Linked DNA regions of Mus musculus: regions 1, 2, 3, 5, 6 and 7 are each linked to region 4. A link is a contact called in public HiChIP or PLAC-seq and promoter capture Hi-C data. All regions are on one chromosome and are shown on one strand. The core of a region is the stretch at or near the end of the contact, and the rest is flanking DNA. Distances in the headings are between cores, read along the strand shown.

Region 1 (3,472 bases), core at 383-2,882, 800 kb after region 4:
TACCAGGAGCACCTTTTCACAAGCATCAGCCGAGTTGAATCCCGCAGATCAGCGCCTCTTGGGGCATCTTCTGTTTCAGGCTTGGCAAAGTTTTTCTGTGAAGATAAATATTTTAAGAGTTCGGGGCCACCTGGCTTCTGTTTCAACACTGGTCGGAGTTCAGAAGGTGCACAGAGAACCCGTGTCTGGACGCCTGTGACTGTTCTCTGATAAGACAGGCAGGGGCAAGTTCAGCCTGTGTACAGTAATTAGCCGGCTCGCCCTCTGTTTCACCGGCACATTAAACCAAGACTCTAAGAGGTGATGTAATTCAGTTTGCCAGAGTAACCAAGTGTCTGAGCTAAGATTCAGAGTTGAGCCCTATTGCTCACCCCAGGCCCGCTGATGCTGATCTCTCATCCTCGCTGCCATTAGCCTGGATCAGTTCCCCTAGGGACAGCTACCTCTGTCCTGCAGTGGCCGTGGTACCTTAGCTCCTCATGGCTTCAGGCTCTTAACTCTCATCAGTTGAATTCCCAAGGACAGCACAGAGCACTCCTTGGGACAGTTTAGATTCTCACGGATCTCCAGTATCTCCTCCTTGCATGGGAAGGGGCATGGATAAACTGGGCTCTTGCTGCTGGATACTATCGAAGTGTCTACACTGTCTGATCAAGCTCCAGATTCTGCCCTTGTGCTTGTGTGGAAACTGGTTGAGGTCTCTGGCCCCACTTTCTTCTCTGTCTTCACTGGGTTCCAGCCAGCCGGAGGCTGAGTGTGGCCAGCTCTTGCTGCATGCCGCCACCCTCCAGGCAAGGGCCCAGGGTGGGCTCCCTGCAAATGCAGGTGTGCCTCTGGACTCTGAGCCCCTCACCAGGGCTGGCCTGTTGCCCCTGGATCTCCTTGATCCAACTCTAAGACCTCTCCCTCCCAGTGGGGCTTATTGGTCTTATTTTATAACTGCTTTTAACCTGATCGCCAGGTGTGGGCTTCCTGTTGCTGTTCAGGCCTGCTTCCCAGTTTTCAGTCAAAGCTAGATAACTCTTTGCTTTCTTTCCACCTTTCCAGCAAGTGGGATGGGGTAACCACGGGGAGCTCCCCACACCTCAGCCTCATTATTTCCTCAGCTGCTCCACACAGGGGAGCTTTTAAAGATAACCTGCTCAATTCTGAGGGCTTCTGGAGGGGGTGGGGGTGGGGGTGGGGAGGTGGGGGGAGAGCGGGGAGGATGATGTGTGCTTCCTGCTGACTGACCCCTGGGGCCCAGCACTTGTTTCAGATCTACTGAGAAGACTCTGGGGGGCTTCTTTCTGTAGAAGTGGATTGGAGATGCTTGGGAGGTGGCAAGGGCCTGAGGTACTGGGGCCAATGTGTAAGGCTGTTAAAGGAAGGGGTGCTGCTGTGGGAAAATGACTCTGTCCCCGTGATCCAGAACCTTGGGGTGGTGAAATGTACACGGCACCCTCTGGCAGTGCAGGGAGTTGATGGCATGTCTGCTGATCTGGGGCCACCAGCTCATGCCACTTTGGAGAAGAGATACCATCATGTGTCTCTGTCCTGATCCCACTCTCCCGTCTGTTACCCCCCCCCCCCCCCCACACACACCAGCTGCACATAACAGGAAGTCCCCGTAGGGAACAGGGTGATTCCCTTTGCAGGGAAAAGAGAACAACAGGCAGATGGGTGGAGAAGGGACGATAACCAGGGAAGGGCGTCTACCAGTGATAACAGGGAAAGGATGACGACTGGCTTGCTCTGTTGTCCTTCTCTCTGTTGGGGCAGGTGCTGGGTATCTGTCCTGCCAACACCCTGAACTCCCCTGTGCTTCTGGTTTACTGAGTTTATATCTCACGGTCTTCACAAAGTCATTTCTGAGCATCAAAGCAGTGCCTTCCTAGGCCAGTGTGCACTGCCGTGTGACTCCAACTCTCCCACGCCACTCTCTTGGGCAAGTGTGTGTTTGCACACACATATGTGCGTGATACTGTTACTGGATTCACTGGGGCCAGAACATGAGATCTGGTAGCCCTTATATGACAGTTTGGGCCACCAGGCCTCTGTGAGCCAATTGAATATGCCAGTTACAGTGAGCAGAAAACGGAGATGCATTCGATGTGATGGTTTTTCGAAGAGGGACAAAGAGATCCTGTGACTCTACTGTCACCAGTCTGTCTTGTTGTGGGGAGGGCTGACCTGAGGGCTGACCTGAGTAGGTTTAAGCAGAAAACCAGAGTGGGTTGAGTTGTGGTCTCTTGGCCTATGTCATTGCCTAATGACAATCTTCTGTGTACTCTGACAGGTTGTAAATACTATTGAAGGAGAGACAATTGGTTTAACTGGCTTCAGCCTTTCACCATATGAGGGTTCCTGGGGAAAATTTCAATTCTTGGGATCCATTGTCTCAATGGTCTGATAACCCAGGAGGATACAAGTATCTCTCTCTTTAGAAAGTCTCAGTTCCTGTCAGGATGGTAACAATACTCAGAGTCAGAGGTTATTTATAGCCAGTCTCTTGCAAGGAGAAGTACTTCAGAAAGTAACAAATAAGACAGTAATTGCTATAATCAGGGAGTTTTGGACTGAAGCTATAGCTCTACAGCTGTTACAGGCCTGATGACATGGTACGAGGTGTGACCTGAGATTGGATGAATCTAAGGGTGCTGACCGGAATCACTGGAAGTTCCATGGAGTACTTGGTGCTGATCAGGCCATCCTGAACTGTAATGAAACTGTTTCTGAAAACAAATTACAAAAGCATAAAGTAGGCTTGTACCTGCTTCCCTGTTCAGACTGTCTGGGGGGGCCCTGGCTTGTGAGTGCTCAACACTCTGCTGACGAGGTTGGTTCAGGCAGTGGATGAATTCTTCCCTAGGATCCCCTAAACACATTGGCTTTTCTCAGCATATGACTCAAATAATACACTTAAATTCCCAATCCTTGGAATTTTACAACTTGGCCAATCCTGTTTTTATTGAAGAAGGGGAAGGGGGCTCCTTGTTCTGATGTTCATGTGCCACACACATCTGCGGCACACCTTTCTTCAGCACAGCTGGATACCTTCAGGTTTCAGAGAACGTGGTGGTAAGCCTGTAGCCCACAGCCGTTAGCCAGGCCCACAGTCCTGCCAAACCACACTACCTTTAATGATGTTGGAAGCAGAGGTGTCAAAAAGGAAGATCTGAGGGTTGAGTTGATTTCTTCCTGGTAAGTTTTAATTGATTCTGGGAAGGTGTGTGCAGGTTCTGAAAGCACAGGATGTAATTGCGGACTGATGGGGCTCCATGGGAGACTCCCCAAGATGTATTCAGGAAGAAGAGCTTCTTAGCAGGATACTGTGAGCGAGCTGGGAAAGTCTGGTGCTCAGGGTTTGGGAGTCTTGCCAGCAGGGCAAGGTGTGAATTAGCCTTGCAGGCTCCCAGGGAGTCGGGAAGGAAGTGTCACTTGTGAGCTGTTGGAAGATCTGGGAAGATGGACAGGGACAGCAGGGGACATA
Region 2 (3,675 bases), core at 1,151-3,650, 690 kb after region 4:
AGAATGAGGAGTCAAAACTCTTAAAGCTACTAGGTCTTCAAAAGGTTTTCAAATGTTTAAAGATTGAAGAACACTTAAAGCACTTGGGAGGCAGAGGCAGGTGGATTTCTGAGTTCGAGGCTAGCCTGATCTACAGAGTGAGTTCCAGGACAGCCAGGGCTACACAGAGAAACCCTGTTTCGAAAACTCCAAAAAAAAGCTAATAAGAACTAGTTTTTAAAAAAAAAAATCCTGCAGCTGGAGAGATGGCTGAGTGGCTAAGAACACTTGCTGCTCTTGCAGAAGACCAGGGTTCAGTTTCCCACACCAGGATAGCAGCTTGTAAACATTTGTTATGCACACGGTGCACATATGTACAGTTGTGCACATAAAAATAAAATTAAATGTTTTTAAGTAGTCTTTTTGTCCATTTTTTATTGGATATTTTATTTATTTACATTTCAAATGTTATCCCCTTTTCTGGTTTCCCTTCCTCAAACCCCCTATCCCACCTCCCCTCCCTCTGCTTCTATGAGGGTGCTCCCCTTCCCATCCACCCACGCACTCTCATCTCTCTTCCATGGCATCCCCTACACTGAGGTACCAGCCTTCACAGGACCAAGGGCCTCTCCTCCCATTGATTAGATAAGGCCTCCCTCTGCTACAGGTGCAGCTGGAGCCATGGGTTCCTCCATGCATACTCTTTGGTTGGTGGTTTAGTCACTGGGAGCTCTGGGGGGGGGGGGTCTGGTTGGTTGACACTGTTGTTCTTCTTATGGGGTTTCAAACACCTTCAGCTCCTTTAGTCCTTTCCCTAACTCCTCCATTGGGGTCCCCTTGCTCAGTCCAATCGTTGGTTTTGGGCATCAACATCTGTATTTGTCAAGCTCTGGCAGAGCCTCTCAGGAAAGAGCTATATCAGGCTCCTGTTAGCAAGCACTTCCTGGTATCAGCAATAGTTACTAGGTTTGGTGTCTGTATATGGATGGATCCCCTGGTGGGACAGTCTCTGGATGACCTTTCCTTCAGCCTCTGCTCCACACTTTGCCCCTGTATTTCCTTTAGACAGGAACAATTCTGGGTTAAAAATTTGGAGATGAGTGGATGGCCCCATCCCCTAACCAGGGGCCTTGCCTAACCTCTAGATATGGTCTCTACAGTTTCTCACTCCACTTTGCTGGGCATTAAATAATCTTGATAGAGACATTCATCAAAATTCACAGAGTAAGCAAATGCTGGAGGCCTGTTTTCTCTTCTGAACATTCCCTTCCCACCACCAAAACTCAGGACTCTCCTTCCCTCCCTTGCTTGCTTGCTAAGAATGTCATCTACGCTCTGGGGAGTTGAATGAAGTGTCAAGGATTTGGGCAAAGGAGGACAGTGGAGGCAGACATTCTATATCTATCACACCATAAAGACATCTGTAAAGCTATCCAGTGTTCTATGTGGCCACTAATCTCAGAAGCACGAGTTTGTGCGCATTAGTCTAGGAGACTCTCCAGGAGCCTGAGATAAGTAGTCTTCATCATTTGTCTTCATCATTTCTCTCTGGCTTTCTCCTTTGCCCTCTGAGTTCCCCCACTGCCCCCTCAGACTGTCTCGTGATGGATCTCCTGTCTGCGTCCTCTCCTCTGCTCTGCCAGCCTGTTCAAACTCAAACCCCAATATTTCTCTTTACTCTTTGCCTTTGTATCCTTTGCACGAAAATCCCACACAAACAAGATGCTCAGACAGGTCCCAGAAGCACTGATGGATTCCATCTGGGCTGAGGGCATAGGGCGAGCCTGTTCGGCTTCCCAGATGATTCTAATTCATAGTGAGCTTAAAAAACTTGAAAGCCCTTAATTAGGGCAAGTTATTTATTTAAAAAAAAAGAAAAGAAATATTTGGCTAATATTTCATATTATTTCACAATCGTGACCAAGTCAGTATTACACAATCATCCACAAACTGCAGAGGTTAGGCAAGTCCTTGGAAACCAGTCTGAACCTAAGCCTGAAACAGATTTTAAGAGAACCATAAAAATATCACACAACACAGTAAATAGCTACTAATTGTTGTGGGAACGGGCAGAGGAGCTCAGATATGTGAATGTCAATCCAATTCTGGTGGGACACTTGGAAATCCCCACTTTCTATCTTAGACTTTTAATTGTCTTGGGCTTTCTTGTTTTGGTTTCGTTTGTTCGTTTGTTTGTTTGTTTCTGAAGACCAGGCTCCATAGGATTTCCATGTGAAGGATCCGAATCTAACCGATTGCAACTGGTGACCAATAAGACAAGATCAATTAAGCCCTGATATAGCTGTTAAGGAAAAGTGCTCACCCCAAATCTGAACCGTGCTGTTCCGTTTCCGACGAGGTGCAGGCTCTGCCAGGAGGCACGAAGGCTTACCCAGCTTCCTGCCCAGCTGCCTTGAGAGCTCCCTAGAAGGCAGGGTCTCAGGAGATGCTGAGCTTTCTATTGGGTGAAGGATTTAAGTGCACTTCATTGCAAACCATAATGGGTCACTGGGCCATGAGATCATTACTCCAGTAATCTCATAATTAGAATAGATACCTCAATAATAGACAAATATATAGAAAGAAACAATTTACAAAGGAAAGACAGCAGTGTTTGGCCTATGACCAATGGGTGGAACACGAGCTCTAGAATCAGATGCAAATCTTGGCTCAGCCTTCTGCCAGCTGTATGCCCTTCATCGAGTTGCCAGCCCTCTCAGCTCTTTGACGATCACATGATCAAGGGAAGGCTATGATAAAACGTCTCTTGCGTGGCCTTTACAAAAACTTGAATCAGAAAATATTGATTAAAGATCTTAGTAAATGATATCTACATCAGACTCTCTCCATTTAATTCCGTGGACGCATCTCTTCTGTGACAACATAGAAACCACCCGAAGAGGCGATGAGACAGACATGCAAAAAACAAAACAAAACAAACAAACAAACAAGCAAAGAAAAGAAAAGAAATAAGGGGTGAAAGGCACAGGTGGTCACAGAACCGTGTGTAACAGCTAGCTTTTAGAATTGTTTCCAAGACATCTCTCCAGCTGGTTGATACGGTGTGTGTGTGTGTGTGTGTGTGTGTGTATGTGTGTGTTCCAAGGCTCCCCACAGATACCAAAATTTGAGATCATTAACATGCCTCCTAGGATGGTGAAGAATCCTCATATGCCCTCCCCCCGACCCTGACTTTCCAGTGTACTCTCTAAGTTACCTTCAATACCAAATGCAACGTAAACTCTGTGCAAAAAAGTTGCCATACTGACGATTTGAGGAAATAATGATCAGAAACACCCCCCCCCCCCCCATGTGCTTAGCACCAATGCAGGCATACTAGGGCCCCATACACAGTCTATCCTTGCCTGGTAGAATCTGTCAATGAGGTACGATGAAAAGGGGCCTGGGAAAGAGGGAGCTAATCTGTTCCGCTTTCACTTAAAAAAAAAAAAAAAAGCATCCATTTAGGTGTATGTGTGTTTGTTTGCCTGTGAAGGTTTGTGTGGACCATAGAGTACAGTGCCTGGCAAGGTCAGATGACATTTGATCCCTCCAACTGAAGCTATGGATTGTTGTGAGCTGCTGTGTGGGTGCTAGGAACTGAATCTGGGTCCTCCTCGAGAACAGCGAGTGTTCCTGACAGCAGAGCCAGTTCTGCAGCCCCTAGTCCGCTCTTCTCAAACATCCTGTGCTGCT
Region 3 (3,624 bases), core at 866-3,365, 860 kb after region 4:
TCCTTTGTAAGAGTTGCTTCGGCCCTGCGGTGGTGGCGCACGCCTTTAATCCCAGCACTTGGGAGGCAGAGTCAGAGGCAGAGGCAGAGGCAGGTGGATTTCTGAGTTCGAGGCCAGCCTGGTCTACAGAGCAAGTTCCAGGACATCCAGGGCTACACAGAAACCCTATCTCAAAAAACCAACCAACCAAACAAAACAAAACAAACAAAAAAAGAATTGCTTCGGTCACAGCGCATCTTCACAGCAGTAGAACAAAGACCAAGAAACCATGTTTCAAAAGGAAAAAGAAAATAGTGGATGGTAACTGAAGTTATTCTGTAGCCTGCACACATACGTGCACACACAGAGGCATGCACACTTGCATACGTGTTCACCCACATAAATATGAACAAGCATATACACACAAGAAGTGTGACACGGGGAGAGAGGACACGCTTTCCTGTGCTGTAAAACCTGTGTGTAGAGATAATCCCACCTTTGATTCTCACGACTGCTCCAGGGGTCAGAATACTTGCTTCCTCTTCCTTGACCACCTCAGAAACTTGCTCACACCTGCTTCCACACTGAAGCTGGACACCTATGGATTGCCTTGTAGACTGCTGTGTGTGAACCGTTGTCCTCTCTTTTAGAGCCTTACGCTAGCGTGCAGGAACCAGTGTTGATCTCAACAGGAGTTCATGGAGAAGGTTGTATGGAGACTTGGCCCAGGCCTCCAGGCATACAAATGCTTCTTGCAGTGTGCCTGATATGAGTTGACTTCTATAGGAAAGGTGGCAGAATATATTTATAAAGGAAACCGTCTTAGTGCCATACAGGGCTTGAAAAAGTTAACTCTCTGTCCCCTCCCAGCCCCCCGACACCACATTGGTTTTCTGTTTTGTCATAGTCACTCTTCTGCTTTCATGCCATGCATATAACACATACTTTCATGCAGGCCCTCACCTCCTCCCTACCTCACACATTTAGACTTTACACGTGAGAGAGAGCATAAAATGTTTGACTTTCTGAGCCTGTCTTATTTTGCTTAGCATGATCTCTAGTTTCATTTTCCTGCCCGTGACCCAATTTTCCATTTTTTTAAAAAATATAGCTGAATACAACTCCTCTGTATGTATGCACCCCATTTCTTTCTCCGTTTACCTGTTGATGAGTGTCGAGGCTGGTACTGTGATTTGGCTGCTGTGATGATTGCAGTTGAGAATGTGGCTGCGCGAGTGTCTCTGTGGTATAATGTGGCATGATGACTTATGCATTCCTTGAGAGATGTCCCCAGGACTGACATAGAAGCTTTTTAAAAAAAATTATGCGGTGTTGCTGTGTGTGTGTTTGTGAGTCTGTTTGTGTATATGTGCATGTGTGTGCATGCATGCCTGTGTGCCATGTCAACGTGTGGAGGTCGGAGGAGAACTGGCAGGAATCATCCCGACTTCCGTCCTGTGCATACGGTGGATCAAGCTCAGGTTGCAGGTTTTGCACCAAGTGCCCTTCTCTGCTGCGGCCTCTTGCTGGAATAGTCGTTTTTTAAGGAGCCTCCATCCTGATTTTCAATGTAGCCTCCCAGGCGTACACTCCCACCAGCAATGAATCAGGGTTCCTTTTTGCCCACATCTTCATTAGCATTTGTGGCCACTTGTTTTTGGTGATAGCCGTTCTGACTGGGATGAGATGGAATCTTAATGTCGTTTTCATTTGACAGCCAGGGAAGGGTGTTGAACACATGCTCAAGTCTTTCTCGGACACTGGTATTTATACTTTCGGGAGCGGTCTGTTTAGCTCATTTGCCCATTTGTTGATTGTTTGATCTGTTTTATATTTTAGTTTTTAATTTCTGAGTTTGTTATACTCTAGATGATTGTCCCCTGTCATTTTTATAACTGGTGAAGATTCTCTCCCATCCTGTAAACTGTCTCTTCTGTTCCCTTCGTTGATTTTCATACATTTGAAGGAACGTTATCCTGGGTGCACAGCCTGGCCCTCCCAGACCCTCCCAGTTCCCATCTGGTGATTAGGGTGCTGAATTAGCTGTGGTTTACATCCCTCCTACCTCAGAAGGATCTCGTCTACTTCCCATCTATAAATACTGTGCTGTGTCCCAGTTTTATATTATAGCTATAAAATTAGCTTCAGGCTGTGTTGCTGTACACAACAGCCGCTCCTTGTTTGTAGCCACTGAGTGCTTGTACTGGGCTGTGCTGTGAGTGCTAAGTGTGCAACAGAGGGACGGGGGTGGGGGTGGAGAATGCAGGGCATGACGGTGCATGAGGTTGAGGCAGATGGGTCTCTGTGAGCTTAGCTTACCTAAGCACGACATTAATGAGACCCTGTCTAGAAAAATAAATAAATAAAAATAGAAAGAAATCTCATCGTGTCTAAATGTGTGAGTGATGGTATTTTACTGGAATAAAATGTGTTATTGAAGTTAGTCTGGCCTGTATTCTTTTGCTTTACTGAAGCGGGGACTACAGAATTTTAAACTGCACAGACCGTCTGCGCTTGTGGCTTATTGTGTATTTCTGTCAGGCAGCTCTGTCCTGAAGCCATTGCATTTATAGATGTTTGTCTTAAAACTTAAGTGTGTGTGTGTGTGTGTCCCGGTGACGAAGGCGGCATAGCTGTCCTCCATTTTCCTACAATGATATGGAGACAATATGGTTAGGCAAGTTTTCTAAGTAGATAACTGACACTACTGGGGCGTTGTATAGGTCAGTGTAGATACTGGATTAGCTTCACAGTAAGAGGGATGTTTCAGGGGTTTTGTTGTGTGAGATTTAACTGCATGTGTTTAAGGGAGTCAGAACGTGAATAAGTGCGGATTTCAATTCCATTTTATCCAGATGTCACTGACTGTTTTGAGTCAGTGAGATAGTGGCTGCACATCCTATCATCCATCCATCCATCCACCTCTCTATATATCTGTCTATGCATGAATGTATGTATGTATGTATGTAATCTATCTATTCTAGCTGTCTGTCTATCTATCTATCCATCTACTTATCTCTATATATCCATCTATCAGTGCATGCATGCATCCATCCATGTATGCATATTTATATGTGTATATATCTGTGTGCTGTCTATGTATGTATGTATCAATCCATGTATGCATGTATGTTTGTTTGTATTTATGTATCTGCTTGTCTGCTGTCTCTCTCTCTTTCTCTCTCTCTCTCTCTCTCTCTCTCTCTCTCTCTCTCTCTCTCAGACAAGGCCACTCGAGGCCCAGGATGATCTTGAACGCCACACCCTCCTACCTCCACTACTCTGAAGGGCTAAAATGACCACTGAGCTCTGTGTACACACTGCTGTGGTTGGTGTATACTAGGCAAGCACTCTGCACACTGACCTTCATCCCAGCACTGACGTCCAACATTCTAAATATGATTCCAGTGCCCCTGATACATGGCTTTCTGCTGTCTCTGTGCCTGTTTCCTTTTAATAGTCTAAGGCGGTAATGATGGTGATAAAAAATAATAAAAACTAATAATCCTACCCAATTATTGTTCTCTTTAGTGGCTGGGCCTGTCAATCAGACATCAACACTAAGTTGGGTTTGGGATTCCACGGCCCAAGACTGAACTGCCCACTCTGCCAGCACTAGAGTTTACTGAGGTGAAAGCTGAGGTT
Region 4 (3,475 bases), core at 437-2,936:
TGAAATATGTTGAGGCTGCGCAATTATACTGCAAACACTAACACACTCACATTAAAGGGCTCATGACTGAAAAGAACAACACTTATTTGGATGAAGAAAATAGCACAGACACACAGTCTAGAGACTTGAGGCATACCAGGACTTCCTGCTTCCATTTCTGACATGGCTTCTAGGCTGCTGAGGTCTTTCTGAAACAGCCTTCTCACAGCTCTGCAGCCTCTCCCCTCCTGCCACCTGTAGGCATCGTCACTTTCCTGAAAGGATTCCTTCCTTGAGCGGCTTATGACAGGAATCCTAGGTCCGGGCTTGAACTCTCTCCAGCTGTCTGCATTACCAGCGAGTTCATCAGATAGCCATTTTTTATTTTGATCTTTGTGGTTATCATTCATCCAAGCAGGCTGACTGTAAATTGGGTTTTTAAATGCATATGGATTGCTGGAAACCCCATACAGTCCTTTCCTGGGGGTGTTCCCATAGTTCCCGGGTGATATCTTCTTTTTTGGAAGGCCCTTTTCCATTTTACTGCTATGGCCTTTAGCATAATCATCCATTATTAAATAATCTTGTTGGGGATGGCCCCTTCTGAAATCATCATCATCAATAATTCCACGGTCTTTAGTGCGCTTCACAAAGTAAGGTTTTGCTGTATCTCCCATGGTCTTTGACTTCAACTTTCTTACTTTGTACCTGAAAGAAGGCATTGGGGGAGGGGGGAACAAAACAAAATTGTAAAATAATATCATACCAAATACTCAAAGTAACACACGGGTGCCCTGAAGCCTTTATCTTCCCCCATTTAAAAATTAAATTGTTACCACATTCCTAATAATTAATGCATTCCAGAAGTTACAGTGTTCATAAAAACTGGTCCTTATTTAATACAAAGACTAAATCTGAAGACACTTCTATAGTCTCAGAAACTAAAGAAGTAACTTCTATGTAACGAAAGCACCTCTCTTCAAAGTAAACATCCTAAGTCAACACTGTTACAAAACTCCCAAATCTATTTCTTTTTTTTAAAGTTGGCAATTACTTTTAGGTATCAAAGTAGCCGAAACTATGTGAGCAGATTTCAGTTTCGATCAGCCCCCACTCTAAGCTTCGCTTTTCAACCCGGCGCGACCGCTGGGCGAAGGGACAGCACTTCCCACTAAGGTACCGCTCTAAGGGTCCAGGCTTCCGACCAAGGGACAACGCCAGCTGACTTACCCGACTTCTCAGTCCCCAGCCCCAGACAAGTCCAGTTTCGTCACCAACCACAATCCTCCGCAGGATGACACTCCTTTTCCTTCCCCATTCGGCTGCCCCACCCCTGTGTGCCTCAGTTTCCACCAGCGGAGTCCCCAGGCGAAGGAGGAGGCGGTTCCGCGCTACTGGCCACGAAGCCGCCGTGGGGAATAGGAAGCAGGAAGCGCCCGGCCATTGACAGGGTTCCGGGGTTCCCCGGACCAGGGCCGGAGCCCCGACACAAAGTGAAGACGCGGACTCGAACCCGAGGGCTCCGGGCGCACAGCCGGGCCGAGGCGGCCGGAGAAGGACGGCGCCAACGTACCTCGGGGCCGGGCAGATACGCTTCTGGGGGCGGGGGGAACCCACGGGCCCAGCCCGGAGGCGAGTCCCGGAGGGACGCGACGAGACGGCGCCCCGGAGCACTCACCAGCGCCGCTGCGGTCCCCCGCCGCTTCCTGTCCGGGCCCGGCTCCTCACCGTGTTTTCCTTCAGCCCCACTTCCGGCGCTCAGCGCCGTCTCATTGTGCGCGATTGGAAGACTGCGGTGTCCCCGCCCCGCGCTCCGCGGCTGGCCGGAAGCGCGCACCGGAAGCGCGCGCCGCCCAGGTTCCTCCCAGCGCCGGGGGCGCGCCGCGGGTGCGGGCGCAGAGGTCCGGGGTTGCTCCCTAGCTACCTGCGAGATCCGTCGCCCAGTGCTTTCGGGTTCCCCCGACGCCCCTCTGTGGCTGCTCGGGAAGCTGGGTCTTTTTATAATTCCGAGTGGCTCCAAGTTTCAGTGAGGGCCTTGTGAACGACCTTGAAGGAAGTTCAGCGGCCTAAACCTCTGGATTAAGCTCGACCTGGGGGTAGAAAGAGATTCAACTTTTTTTTTTCTTTAAGAACTAGCAAACAGCCGGAGAGTGGTGGCACATGCCTTTAATCCCACTTGGAGGGAGGCAGATTTCTGAGTTCGAGGCCAGCCTGGTCTACAGAGTGAGTTCCAGGACAGCTACGTCTACACAGAGAAACCCTGTCTCAAAAAAACAAAAAACAAAAACTTAGCAAACAACACAGAGTTGCTTTTTTTTTTTCTAATTGAACATTCATTGTTATCTAAAGTGTCCTACATGCCTTGAAAGCCTCAAGCAACTAATGAATAGAAGTGCTGGAAAAAATAAGGCAGTTTTCATTTCTACCTCTACAAAGTATAAATTTAAATCCATTGGGTTCTTTAGCCAACAGTCTTAAAGTGAAGAATGCATACAGCCTTTGCTATTCCAAGAAACTGTCTTTAAAACTGTAAATAAATACTAACTCAATCCTACTAGTTCAGGAAGAAAGGAATACAATTGAAATTTAAAAAGCAAAAGAGACATAGCTAAATGGTTGATATTCTACAACCAACTTGTTTTGTCAGTTTCCTCTTGCTGTGTGGGTTTGGGGATTTCTGAGTTCAAGGCTAGCCTGGTCTACAGAGTGAGTTCCAAGACAGCCAGGGCTACACAGAGAAACCCTGTCTCGGAAAAAAAAAAAAGTATTTACATTCCAAATGCTGCATCCTGGTTCCCCCCTCCCCCTTCCTTTCCCCAGGACCCCTCCTTTCACCTCTGAGAGGGTGTCCCCCCCCCACTTCATTGCCCAACCCTGGTATCATAAGGCACATCCTCTCCCACTGAGGCCAGACAAGCCTTCCCAGAAAGCCATCTTTCTCTAGGGTCCCACAGCTAGTAGCTGTTCTGAATATAACTTGAGAGTTCCTGTCACTGACAGTAAAAGTTCCATGTATCAGACTCTGACCACCAAGCAATGTAGACGTATTAAGAGAATGAGGGGGCTGAGGGAATGGGTGAGAAGATTTGCTACTTTTACAGAGGAGCAAATTTCACTTCCCATCACCCAAGGTGGTTGCTCACAGCTGTCTATAACTGGTCTCCTAGGGGATCTGACACGAGTGGACTCCACCAGCACCTGCATGCCCACACACAGACACACACACACACAAGGACACACACACACCCTTCAGAAAGGACGAAGGTACATTAGAAAGTACTCTAGGGGAAAAACCAATGGCAAAGCTTGGCCCTTAAGGAGACCTGATTGAAATCCAAACCTTCACCAGCGGGAAGCATGTGTTCTTAGCAGCTCTGTGTGACTTGAAACATACTCTTAAAACATTTGTGATAGCCTCTTATGTAGATGTCTTTTGTTCTGAAAATTCATCGGAGCCAAACTAATAATCTGTTTGCCAGGCAGACAGTGGCATTTC
Region 5 (3,980 bases), core at 443-2,942, 780 kb after region 4:
GTGCTGGGATTAAAGGCGTGCACCGCCACTCCCCGCTAAGACATTGTTTTAAACTATCACAATTGCTGCTTCGAAAAGATTTGCCTGAGTCAGTGCAGATCCCAGTGAGTGAGACCTCCAAGCCGGTTCAGCTGCTAGATGGGCTCATGAATATTAGATGAAAATTTATAATTCTCAATTCCATCCTACTTCTTCGTGACACCAGAAAAATGTCTTCTGATCAGCCCTAATGCCCCTGAGTAGATCCAGCCCTTTCAGTGGCCTTGGAAAATAAGTTACGCCGTGTTTTTCTTTCTTTCTTCTTCTTCTTTTTTTTTGGCAGATGTATTTATTTGCATGCTTCCCAAGTAAATCACCCTTCTATTTATTTGGTTGTTGTTGTTTTTGGTTGCTGTTGTTATTTTTATTGTATTTGTCAATTCTCAAGATCTTCTTGTATTGACTCTCCATCTTAGCACTTAGGCCAGTGGCACATTCTAATCTCCTTCTTCTATCGTGCCCGCTGGACTCTTTCCTTGGGCCGTTAGGAATACCTTTTTGCTGTTTGTGTTTGTTTGGAGATGCGTACTCCAGCCTCACCTTCAACTTTTCCTACAGCTGAGGCTGGCCTTAAGCTCCTGATCTTCCTGTTTTCTTCACCCATGTGCTGGAATTACAGGTGTGTGCTACCACTCCTAGCTGGAGACGGAGTTAAGATTAGGATCTGATACATTCTTTTGCTTCTCTTTGTTCTTTTAGGCCCAAGCCTCCACGGTTGAAAATATCTGTTGAATGGAGAGTTTGAGCAGTGGTGTGGATATGAACTCTTGGCAGGTTCACGGATGAACCTTGGCGATTCTAGGCAGCAGGATAGAATCCCCTTTAGGAACTTTATTAAGTCAGGAGCACGGGGAGAGAGACATAATGGTTTCACGGGTGGACCCAGAGTGTCTGCGCAGACTGGCCAGTCCTCAGCAATCCAATGCAAGGTAAATGGCTACTGTTCTGACTGTAAAACAAACAAGCAAACAAAACAAAGCGAGTGTAACTATTTTAATAAAGTTTTATTTAACCCGATAGGTCCAAAGCACCATCATTTTGACATGTAGCTAATATAAAGACACACATACGGCGATTTTCGTTCTTTTTTTTTTTTTTTTTTTTTTTTTAACACAGTCTTAAACAGTGTCTGGTGTGTATTGAAAGCTTAATACAGCTCAAGCTGGACTCGCTGTGTTTCAGTTGAGCAACCACAGTACTGACAGCCTGTGATAGTTCAACCTTTTTCTCCCTGGATCTCAGACATCTCAGCTCAAAACAAGCGGCGGGAGACGCCCCCTCTGATGAGGCCCCTGCTGTCCTCTCTCGGTTTTTGTTGTCAACACAGAAGAACAGAGCGACCTCATTTATAAGCTATTTGTTTGCTATCGTTTCCATCGGGGTGTGGGCGCCTCCGGGGCAGGACTTTATTGATTTCTGCTCTATTTTTTTTTTTTTTTTTTTTTTTTTTTTTGTGGTTTTCCAGGCACGGAGCACGTCGCCTGGCCCACACGGATCCTTGGGTTCACACTCTGAGAGGACGAAAGCCTCCGGCTTCTTCGAAGCGGGCGGCAGAGGGCAGCCGGGCGCCGAGTCACAGGTGGGGCGCGCGCTCGGTGCGGGCGAGTGGGTGTGTGCGGGGTGCGCGCGGCGGGGCGGGAGCGCGGACCGGGAGGAGCCGCGAGCGCAGCGGAGGAGGAGGGCGCGGAGGAGGTGGTGGCTGCGTCCCCGCGGGGCCGAGCTGCGCCCGACGCAAGGAGCGGAGGCCGCTCGGAGCTGCCGGGGACCTGGACCCGCCGCGGGGCTCAGGGCGCACGAAGCGACAGCTGCGGGACCGGGTGAGTGGCCGCCGCAGGCAGTGGGAGGAGCGGGAGGGCGGCCGGGGCGCCGGGCGGGGGAACAGGTGGCGGGGCAGGGCGCTTTGTGTCCCTTCCCCGAGCTGTCCCCACGTTGTCCGGAGGCGGAGGCAGGAGCCCGGGAACCGCAGGCACGGGGCTGGGGCGCGGCAATGCGGGGTGTGGGGGTCCCCCAGCCTAGACTTAACAAAGGGCGCGTGGCCCCTGCCCGCGGGAGGCCTCGAGATCGGGACCCAGCCCCTGGGACCCCGATTTTTTAGAGTTTACCGTCTCATTCTTCTCCCCATGTCTTTCAGAGGTCTGCGGCTTGGTGCATGAGGGGCTCGCAGCAGCGAGGCGGCGGTGGGGATGGTTCGGGCCGCGGAGCCGGAGTGGCCTGGGCTTTGGTGAGGCGTGACAGTCTATCATGACTGTGTTCAGGCAGGAAAACGTGGACGACTACTACGACACCGGCGAGGAACTGGGCAGGTACCAGGAAGGGGTGACGGAAGCGCGCGGTGTGTGTGTGGTGGGGGGCACTGCGCGATAAACAGATGCTGCTTAAACCGGGCATGTCCCTGACTGGCCCTTCTCTGAGATGGGCGGATAGCAGAGGAACCGGTGCCTAACCAGCTAAAGCCAGGGACCATGAATAAACTGCCTGATCTGAGGGGTGGAGAGGCAACCCACAGTGCAGTTACTGTGCACAGGGTATGGTCAGAATCCCTGGATAAGAACAGACTTCATTGTGTGCACTACTAACTCCTGTCAGCCTTCACCCTTTTGAGACAATGAGGCAAACGCAAAGATTCTAACTGCAACTGGAGGGACCACCCATGTGTGTTTTAAGCGGCGTACAAGTTAATTAATGGGCACTTAAACAATTCTCTCCCCTTGTGCTAATTTTCAGTGCAACACCAGCCAGGATTGGTAGGCAGGCGTGGAACTTGCCAGATGTTGGCCTTGGATTTTGAAACTTCTTCCAACCAGGAATTTAATTCCCGGCTTGGTTAGTGGTGGCTTCGGTGTCATTTATGGCGGCTGTCTAGATTCAGAGCGTACCAACACGCTGTGGGGGGTGCGATGCTGAGCAGAGTGTGTCAGTGTCTAGGTGCACAAAGAAGATTTCACTGGGAGCCCTTGACGAGTGCTGGGTATCCATTAGCCCACCGAGTGTATTGATCTCTGCTGTGTGCGCAGAGAGCCCAGTGTTCATACCTAGATTTAAAATTTGTCTTGTGAAATTTGTGTATTGGCATTGTGACAGAAGCAGGCAAACGGGCTTATAAACAAACGTACTTGCAATTACTCACACAGAGTGTGTATTGAAGTTTGTATTTTTCCATATATACCCCATGGCCTCATACCAAGCTTCTTTTTTAATTCATGGGCAGGGAACTGAAAAGGGGTGGGGGTGGGGGTGGGGGGGAAGACCTATTACCTAATAGGATTTTGAAAGATATCTAACCAAAACTTTGTAATAATCCAGACAGCCCAGGAAAGAGAGAGGTCTAAAGAGTTACTGTACAGGATGTGTGTAAGTTCAGTGTAGCCTGGAGGCATCGGTGGAGCCTGTGCAGAGGAAGACAATACTATTATCTTAAATCTTAGTAAGTAAATAAAAGGCAGGGTTCTGAAAGATCACATTTCGTGGGTATGGAGAAGACTGAGGTTGAGTGTGCGGTTGAAATACTTGATTTAACTGGAATTCAGCCACTCTCCTTCTATGGTTTATAGCAAGATGAATATGTGTGTGTGGAGGGGGTGGGGGGTGTTTAGAAAATAAAAAAGGGTGGGGAAAAAAGGGTTTGATACCATTTCTGTGAGGTTAACACATTCTAGAAATGATCTTGCGAAAAGGGATGGGAAAAAAATTAGGTGAGCTGATTGCTTTATGAATGAAATTCATCGACTTTGTTTCCCTTAAAATCCTTCTTCCATGGATTAAGAGAAAGGGGAGGGGGTGGGGCGTCCCTGTGGTTAGCAAGTGGATTTTTGATCTTCACTTCGAGCTTGTAATGACAGGGATGGCGGTTCGCTCATTTGTCACTAATGTTTCTCTCTGATTTTGGCTCTTGTCTATGCTTCTGTGTCTAACTATTCTCCATGAAAGACTAATTGATGAGT
Region 6 (3,730 bases), core at 632-3,131, 870 kb after region 4:
GTTCTGCCCATGGTGCCTCTGGGCATGTCTTTACCCTCCCTCGCCCTTGGGCTCTAGCTGGGCTGCACTGGCTGCTGTTCTGTCCTATCATAGGCCTTAGGGTTAACCCTACCTGGACATTACCTAACCTTGGGACATTGAGAAGTGCAGCCACATCCACGAGAACGTCTAACTTCCCAATTAGAGGTGAGGCTCCTCTGCAGAAGTTTTTCATGAATCAATAGAGAGTGGGCCTTGATCCTGGATCCAAGTCGCTCTGTCCATGTGTGAGGCACGCACAGCCCAGCCTCTGGGGGTTCTGGGATAGTCATTGGTTATCTCAGCTCACCTCTCCATCCTGCATCCTTTTGAGTATGCTTAGTGGGGCCTGATGATGTAGTTGTGAAGTGAGGACCACTTGGCATCTCTTCTCTGAACTCTCAAGCTGATGTAAACCTGCTCTCTATACAGGTTGTGGGAGCTCCTCTCTGCTACCATCTACCTTGCAACAGAAACCGGTGTGGGATTCCCAGGGAAACTGTAAAGTGACTGAGATAGTCACATCCTGTCTTGGTTCTAAGCCAGCGAGTTCACAGCAGCCAATCCTGGCTCTCCAGTGTTCTGCTGCAGGAGAGGGAAATGAGGATTAACCCATCATGCAAAACAACAAAAAAAGTTGCTGCAAAAATAATCTTTGTTTTGTGTATGCAGGTGTGAGTGTGTGTATCTTTGAGTGTGTAATGTGTGTGTATATGTGTATGTATGTGTAGTATGTGTATATGTATGTGAGTGTGAATGTGTGGAATGTGTGTAGGTATACGTGTGTGTGTGTATGTGTGAAATGTGTATGTATGTATGTGTGAATGTGTTTGTGTATATGTGTATGTATGTGTGAGTGTATGTGTAGGATATATGTGTATGTGAGTGTGTATATGTGTGTGTGTGATATGTATGTATGTATGTGTGAGTGTGTTTTCTTCAGTGGCTTCTGCTGCTAAATGTGATGAATTGTCCTCTCCTAATATGAAAATATTACCTTTCATTTAGGTTTCTTCTTGTTGTTTTCATGTATGTTCTTCAGCAGGTGCGCAGAAGTGTACACAGCCTGAGGGGTGGTCAGACCCTTTGTAAATAGAGAAGAAAGGAGAGGGTGGGGATTGATCCAGATGTTTCTTCCTGTGTCTCAGTACCTCCGAGGGATTGCCATGTAATTGCATGGCCTCATTGTTATCTAACCACTCGCTGTCTTGCTAACTTCCTTTCTGATCTCCATGCGTGGGAATGAGATCTGGTTGTGTGTTCTGTGACACTGAGGATGCTTCTATCTACAGGAAAAAGACAACCCAGATCAAGCTGCCTTTAGTCGGAATGCTTAAGTACTGAAAAGTCCACTTACATAGTTTCAGGCTAGCATCAACTCAGCCACTCTGCAGTGTCCCACAGACCTGGTTTCCTTTCCTCCACTGCACGCCTGGCAGTGGTTTCCCTTAAACCACAAGCTGATCCCTACTGATCCCACATAGCTCAGCCACTTTCGAGTTTTATATATCGTTCAGTGTCTGTGAAGAGAGTCTCATAAAGACTGCCTCCCCATTGTCTGAAAGGTTTTACATGGGCCATGTGTCTGTCATTGGAGTTAAAAGAATACGGTGCACTGATTGGCTCAATCTAGATCCCATGATCCAGTTCCTGGAGTTGAAGTCAGCAACCCCGAAACCCAGAGATCCCTGGAAAGGGATTTCGACTGGGAGGAGGGTGAACAGGGTAAAGAAATTGCTCCTCCGCCCTTTGGTTCTGAGGACTGTGGATCTTGTTTTTCTGGGTGCTGTGGTATTTAGCACTGATGCAAGGAATGTCTCTGAAGGCAGACTCTTGTGTGTTCTCTACCAATATTATTCTTTCCGCCCCTCCCTCTTTTCTTGGTTCTGTGTCTAGACATGCAGAAGAAGAGTTTGTTGAAACAGGCCATGTGTGAGTGCCTGAATTGGGAGGGAAAAAAATTATAGACAGATTGGCTAGCTATCTATTTAATCAAATGTGTCAAAGGAAAGAAAGGAAGAAATAGAGAAAAAAGAAAAGGAAGGAAGGAAGGAAGGAAGGAAGGAAGGAAGGAAGGAAGGAAGAAAACCTTACTCTTTATGGCATTGCTCAGAGGGAATGGGCTCAGTAAAGCTGCACCATGCACAGTATGCCCACCTCCCTTGTTTATTGTCAAACTTTTGAACTTCCCTGATCAGTCCGTGTGTCCCCATGTTATGTCCTTGCCCTGATCCTGCTTTCAGTGAACCTTAAATGCTGTTCCATCTTTCTCTGCCAGTGGACAGTTCGCAGTTGTGAAGAAATGTCGTGAGAAAAGTACCGGTCTTCAGTATGCGGCCAAGTTCATCAAGAAAAGGAGGACCAAGTCCAGCCGGCGGGGCGTGAGCCGGGAGGACATCGAGCGGGAGGTCAGCATCCTGAAGGAGATCCGGCACCCAAATGTCATCACCCTGCATGAGGTCTATGAGAACAAGACAGATGTCATTCTGATCCTGGAGCTGTGAGTGTTCCCTGTGGTGTCTGGAAGAGACCGTGGGGAGGGCATGGGGCTGCATGGGCTATCGTTATCCCAATTGAGCCATCCTTGAGAGAAGCACTGAGCTGTGTGCCTGAGCCTGAGCTGCCTGAAAGATGCAGCTTCGAGTAACTAAGGAACACTTGATTTGCAGAGGGTCCATGAGTCTTGGGGCTCACCCACTCTGAAATTCATCTTTGTTTGCCATACTTAGGGGCTTCTCCGTAAGCTTCACGCGTATACCATACCGTTTTCCTTGTCTTTTTCCTCTCTCATTCCATCCTCCTTTCTCTTGTTTCTCCTTCCTCCTCCTTCTTAATCTTTCACACACACCCTGCTTTTAACTGTGGAGCTGTCAGCGATAATTACAGGAAGGATGGAGTTGAAGCTGAACGCTGAGACGTGATTCTGGGACTCTTTAAGCATGCTGCTGCTTTTCCATCTTGCCCATCTGGTGTCGTGGTGGGCAGCCTGATTGATAAGCATTGTTCTGAGCCAGTTCTGGTTTCTACCTCCTGCCTCTCCCTTTCCTGGATCCCTGCCTGCCTGTGCTGTGTGTGTGGGGTGGGGGGTGCGGGGGGGGGGACCCATTGCGATCAAGGCCAGCAGCCCACTCTTGCAAGAGAGAGGAAGAAGCCAGTCGAGGGTTCTCGGGGAGTCTCTGTAGGCATTTTGGATGTCCACTTGGGGAAAGCAGGATGGGTGGAGCTCATGCCCTGACAGCTGATCCGGGGTGGTCCTCAGGGACCACAAGTCCCATTCAATTCCTTGGAGTTTTCTAAGTTCCGGTGTGCCTGCCCACTGTTTGACTGCTCCCTTTCTTGTCTATAAATTAGATGGGCATACAACTCCTTTAACCTTTTGTGGTTTGGGGGGAATTCCTGTCCAGTCACATAAATAATGCCAAAGGAAGGGTTGCACAGCTATGGTAAAGTTAACAGGCATAGTCAGGTGACTCAGGACAGCCCCACAGCTCTTCCCACACTCTACAAAGCTCCAGTGTCCCTTGGGCTACTTTCTAACATACCCATCTCCACGTCCTAACCCCCAAATGTGCCAACAGAATGGAGCAATGTGTAAACTCTGAGACCTGCCTCCCTAACTCAGCGTGAGATTTGCACACATACTCTGTACTGGCTAGTTTTGTGTCAACTTGACACAGCTGGAGTTATCACAGAGAAAAGAGCTTCAGTTGAG
Region 7 (3,719 bases), core at 95-2,594, 820 kb after region 4:
AGCTGTCTCAGGCGTCTCTCCTCTTCACACATGCCTCTCTCCTTTTCCACTTTTCTTGTATGTCTGCAGCAACACGTGGCACCATCTCGGCTTCTGGAACCGTGAAGCCAAACTGTTGCGGCCGCCAGCAGCTCGCAACATGAACGGTTTGACTGAGAAGGCCACTCGAGCTGTAAGAGAGGAATCTAGACACTACACCAAACCATCATTTTCTTCTCTCAATAAATTACCCAGTCTTGGGTATCCCGTTTCCATAGTGGAAAACTAATTAAGACACCTCATCTTGTTAATTCAGATTTTTAAGGCCCTTTTGTGGTTTGTCTGTGTGGCTAATAATGAAATCCTTGAAAATACAAAGCCTGACAGCCTGTTACCAGGGACAGCACAGAAAAGAGGTGCTGGGGAAACTGTCCTTTATTCCTTGGCCTTGGGGAGAAATGAAAGGTTGGGAACAAGACTCCCAGAACTGCAGGTGAAAGAGGAAATGCTCAGGCATCAGAAAGCAGTGAGCACCATGACCTTCTTCAGGGCAGACTGGGTCCTGATATGGTGACATGGAGATGCTGTAACCAAACCAGACTGACTGTGCAGAGCTGAGAGGAGGGCGCTCTGAAGATAACCAATTCGGTTTTCTGTCTTCTCTGGGTCGCGAGCTTGACTGATGGACACAGGAGAGTCTAGCTTACCTCAGATGCAAGGCTCAGATACCTCTGTGGCCATCACAGCTGGGATCTAGATGAGCAGCTACACTCTGCAATAATCTCTGCTGCCAGGGTGAGGAGGTCCTGTGATACCCAAGATCAAATTCAAAGACAACCAGGAGGAGACCTGCCCGGCCAGCTCAGCTTTCAGCCTGTCTGGGAGATGTGATACTGTAGAGGGTATGCCTGACCTTTAACAGTGGTCCCACATCCTCCAAGGCCAGGTCGGGAGTCTCGAACCTGTCCAGGATGGCCAGCAGGAGGGCCGTGCTGCCCTACAGGAATCTCTCCATTCCAACCTGTGTAGGTTCAGTGTAGCTCCTGGGGCTCTCTGGACCTGGGATAGCCTTTGGAACCTTGCCAAACATCCCATATCGGAAGAGGGAAGGGTTTTGCAAGAAGACAGAATGTACCAGCCACACCCATGATAGGGAAACAGCTCCAAAATAGGGTGGGTGATAATCAAAGCCTGTAGTCTCGGTCCTGTGTTATTTCCTCTCAGGCTTATGTGTTTGAGTATTTAGGTCCCCAGGAGGTACTGTTTGGTGAGGCTGTGGAACCTTGGAAAGTGCAGCTTTGTGGGAAGAAGTACGTCACACTGGGCTTTGGGGCTTATCACTCCTCCCCACTTCCTGTTCAGTGTCTGCTTCCTGTTTCCCTGGAGACATCAGGAGGTAAGGAGTCATAGCAAGTATGCTCCCGTTGCCATGCCTGCGCTGCCATGATCGAACGTGTTCCCTCAAACCTTGAGTCACATAAACCCCTCCCTCTGGAAACAGCCTTTTTCAGGTGTTGTAATCAAATGATATCCTAGTTACTTTTGGGTCATCTTGATACAAGCTAGAGTTATTTGAGAAGAGGGGACCTCAATTATGAAAACAACCCCAGCAGGTTGGCCTGTGGGCATTTTTATTGCTTAATAATTGATGTGGACAGTGCTACCACTGGGCAGGTGGGCCTGGGCTGTATAAGAGAGCAGGATAGGCAAGCCATGAGGGACAAGCCAGTGAGCAGCACCCCTCCACCGTCTCTGCACTGATGCTTCTGTCTCCATGTTCTTGCTGGTTTTGAATTTCTGTCCTGACTTCCCTCAGTGATGGGGGTGACCTGAGAGTTGTAAGTTGATAGAAACCTTCTTCTTCTTCTTCCTGTGTTGCTTTTGGTCTTGATGTTTATCACAGAATCACTAAGAGAAGCAATGAGCAGGGCAGCCAACCGTGGGCCTGTTGTGTAGTTGTTGCCATCCTCCTTCCCCAGGACTGTATCATGCACCTAAAATGAAACTCCACACAGAGCACCAGCTCAGCGCCATGGCTGCAAACCCATAACAGCTGCCATTCTACCGTCTCAGTCTGATTTTAAAGCTAATTTGGGAAAGATGAAATCTTGCTCCTGTATATTACTGATATTAGGTTGCAACAGGACAGCTAGGCAAGGGACCCACAAAATCCTACTGGACAGACTGTTTTCTTTTGTGCACGTGTGCACCGACATGTTCCTCTGTATCATTATGGATACACACAGGGCATAGAGATCAGAGGACAACCTTGTTTGTCAGTCTCTGCCTTCAGCCTTGCTTGACACAGGATTTCTTTGTTGAATACTACTGAGTACACCAGCTTAGCTGGTCCGCAAGCTTTCTATGTCAGCCTTCCCTTTTGCTGTAGGAGGACTGAGGTTATAGATGTGTGCTGCTGTGTTTTATGTGGGTTCTGGGGATTTGCACTCAAGTCCTTGAGCTAGTGTCACAAGTGCTTTACCCTTTGACTCATCTCTTTTGTGGAGCGTTTGTTGTGTTGACTTTTACATGTCACAGTGAGGAACTGAATGACTGGAAGTCTTTTTGATCGGCACAACCTCCGACTCTGACGCTTAGCTGACATTTTGTGCATTTTAGCCACTATGATTAGTAATTGTATTAAATATAGTTAATTTAATGATACTGCCACTGATTATCAGTTTATATGATCTTCCAACTAACTATGAGTCCCATGAAAAATGGAGACCCTATCTGTCCCATTTGATAGAGTCTTAGCACTTAGCACTATACATCACACACACACACACACACACACACACACACACACACACACACACACACACATACCTCTTTTTAATCTTCCATTGTTCAGAGTAGCAAGGATACAAAGAAGAGGAGAAAGAATGAGATATAGAATTCATGACCAGGAAAGGACTTGAAGAACACCCCTGTAGGTTCCTTGACATGCTCAGTGGAATGAAAAGAAGGAATCAGATTGGGAAACTTCCCTGCATATTAAGCAAACTCTGGCTTAAGAGTTAGAAAGTTTCTTTGAGTGTAGTTGAATCCTATCCCAGAGTCAGATGTGATGGAACAGGCCTGTGATCCCAGTACAAGAGGGGCTGAGAGGCATGAGAAACCTAAACCAGCCTGGGTTAGCTTTCTAGATGAGATTGTGTCTTTAAGAAAAAAGACTTTAAGCCAGGCGTGGTGGCGCACACCTTTAATCCCAGCACTTGGGAAGCAGAGGCAGGTGGATTTCTGAGTTCGAGGCCAGCCTGGTCTACAAAGTGAGTTCTAGGACAGCCAAGGCTACACAGAGAAACCCTGTCTTGAAAAACCAAAAAAAAAAAAAAAAAAAAAAGAAAAGAAAGAAAGAAAAAAGAAAAAGACTTTACCTTTAAAGTTGCTTATATTTATGTGCATATATATTTTAGGAAGCCTCTATGGTAATAGGTCTACATATGTCATTTGTAATAGGACTTTAGTATTATCTAACCCTCACCATATTTCCTCCCAACCTCTACCCACTTTAATTGTTCATGCTCCATCTCCCCTTCCTTCTATATAACTTTACATTTTATTTCCCTTTTCTTGAAAGATCTCCTCCCCTTGGCCACGCCTCTAATGGCTCCTTACCGCTTACCCCACCTCTACGATACATGCTTAAAGACTAATAACCATATATGAGAGACCATGCAATGTTCTTCTTTCTGGGTCTGGGTCATCTCATTCAGGATGATTATTTCCTGATCCAT

What was found. Promoter capture Hi-C pulls out the DNA fragments that hold promoters and counts their contacts. HiChIP or PLAC-seq counts read pairs in DNA pulled down with a chosen protein or histone mark. Capture Hi-C pulls out chosen DNA fragments and counts their contacts.
Region 1: a contact with region 4 is called in an H3K4me3 HiChIP or PLAC-seq map of bone marrow-derived macrophages, with 5 times the contacts expected there. The contact joins the enhancer-like site here to the promoter of Tut7 in region 4. A contact is called at or near these places in 1 of 39 promoter capture datasets (cranial neural crest), 2 of 484 Hi-C or Micro-C datasets (bone marrow-derived macrophages and liver), 5 of 115 datasets of contacts at active chromatin or transcription factors (bone marrow-derived macrophages, embryonic midbrain, embryonic stem cells and 1 more) and 1 of 9 other capture datasets (liver).
Region 2: a promoter capture Hi-C map of adipose tissue shows a contact between it and region 4. The contact joins the promoter of A530001N23Rik here to the promoter of Tut7 in region 4. A contact is called at or near these places in 5 of 39 promoter capture datasets (cranial neural crest, embryonic stem cells, liver and 2 more) and 1 of 9 other capture datasets (adipose tissue).
Region 3: a promoter capture Hi-C map of hippocampal neurons shows a contact between it and region 4, with 4 times the contacts expected there. The contact joins the enhancer-like site here to the promoter of Tut7 in region 4. A contact is called at or near these places in 6 of 39 promoter capture datasets (the HPC-7 cell line, HPC-7-derived erythroid cells, cranial neural crest and 4 more), 6 of 484 Hi-C or Micro-C datasets (bone marrow-derived macrophages, cerebral cortex, embryonic retina and 3 more), 4 of 115 datasets of contacts at active chromatin or transcription factors (bone marrow-derived dendritic cells, extraembryonic endoderm stem cells, forebrain and 1 more) and 4 of 9 other capture datasets (adipose tissue, liver, macrophages and 1 more).
Region 5: a contact with region 4 is called in a promoter capture Hi-C map of second pharyngeal arch cranial neural crest. The contact joins the promoter of Dapk1 here to the promoter of Tut7 in region 4. A contact is called at or near these places in 16 of 39 promoter capture datasets (the 3T3-L1 cell line, 3T3-L1-derived adipocytes, the HPC-7 cell line and 10 more), 7 of 484 Hi-C or Micro-C datasets (Th1 cells, cumulus cells, liver and 3 more), 12 of 115 datasets of contacts at active chromatin or transcription factors (bone marrow-derived macrophages, craniofacial prominence, embryonic basal ganglia and 7 more) and 3 of 9 other capture datasets (adipose tissue, liver and pancreatic islet).
Region 6: a promoter capture Hi-C map of the HPC-7 cell line shows a contact between it and region 4. The contact joins the enhancer-like site here to the promoter of Tut7 in region 4. A contact is called at or near these places in 7 of 39 promoter capture datasets (the HPC-7 cell line, cranial neural crest, embryonic stem cells and 4 more), 1 of 484 Hi-C or Micro-C datasets (cerebral cortex), 2 of 115 datasets of contacts at active chromatin or transcription factors (SST interneurons and forebrain) and 1 of 9 other capture datasets (adipose tissue).
Region 7: a contact with region 4 is called in an H3K4me3 HiChIP or PLAC-seq map of bone marrow-derived macrophages, with 4 times the contacts expected there. The contact joins the enhancer-like site here to the promoter of Tut7 in region 4. A contact is called at or near these places in 3 of 39 promoter capture datasets (cranial neural crest, hippocampal neurons and liver), 2 of 115 datasets of contacts at active chromatin or transcription factors (bone marrow-derived macrophages and kidney) and 2 of 9 other capture datasets (adipose tissue and liver).

Annotation. Positions count from the first base shown.
Region 1 is chr13:60,618,234-60,621,705 of GRCm38.p6, forward strand. The region is part of intron 2 of Dapk1 (death associated protein kinase 1); the gene reads left to right. Among named protein-coding and RNA genes, the nearest start is that of Dapk1, 18 kb to the left of the region's middle. Within about 2 kb of position 1,633, at least 54 of the 459 cell types and tissues checked have an H3K27ac peak or open chromatin away from gene starts, as enhancers often do. A contact at or near this core is called in bone marrow-derived macrophages and liver, where this site is marked.
Region 2 is chr13:60,506,440-60,510,114 of GRCm38.p6, forward strand. A530001N23Rik (a long non-coding RNA gene) reads right to left here and starts at 2,401. Exons shown (of 6, transcript XR_873556.3): 1 at 2,303-2,401.
Region 3 is chr13:60,677,011-60,680,634 of GRCm38.p6, forward strand. The region is part of intron 2 of Dapk1 (death associated protein kinase 1); the gene reads left to right. Among named protein-coding and RNA genes, the nearest start is that of Gm35540, 7.1 kb to the right of the region's middle. Within about 2 kb of position 2,116, at least 13 of the 459 cell types and tissues checked have an H3K27ac peak or open chromatin away from gene starts, as enhancers often do. A contact at or near this core is called in cerebral cortex and hippocampal neurons, where this site is marked.
Region 4 is chr13:59,821,424-59,824,898 of GRCm38.p6, forward strand. It overlaps Tut7 (terminal uridylyl transferase 7), which reads right to left and starts at 1,687. Exons shown (of 27, transcript NM_001373962.1): 1 at 1,210-1,687; 2 at 137-687. The coding sequence starts at 656.
Region 5 is chr13:60,600,255-60,604,234 of GRCm38.p6, forward strand. Dapk1 (death associated protein kinase 1) reads left to right here and starts at 1,693. Exons shown (of 26, transcript NM_029653.3): 1 at 1,693-1,856; 2 at 2,171-2,342. The coding sequence starts at 2,281.
Region 6 is chr13:60,693,935-60,697,664 of GRCm38.p6, forward strand. Dapk1 (death associated protein kinase 1) reads left to right here. Exons shown (of 26, transcript NM_029653.3): 3 at 2,297-2,518. Among named protein-coding and RNA genes, the nearest start is that of Gm35540, 9.8 kb to the left of the region's middle. Within about 2 kb of position 1,882, at least 43 of the 459 cell types and tissues checked have an H3K27ac peak or open chromatin away from gene starts, as enhancers often do. A contact at or near this core is called in the HPC-7 cell line, SST interneurons, cerebral cortex and 1 more, where this site is marked.
Region 7 is chr13:60,643,472-60,647,190 of GRCm38.p6, forward strand. All of the region lies in intron 2 of Dapk1 (death associated protein kinase 1), which reads left to right. Among named protein-coding and RNA genes, the nearest start is that of Gm35540, 41 kb to the right of the region's middle. Within about 2 kb of position 1,345, at least 35 of the 459 cell types and tissues checked have an H3K27ac peak or open chromatin away from gene starts, as enhancers often do. A contact at or near this core is called in adipose tissue and bone marrow-derived macrophages, where this site is marked.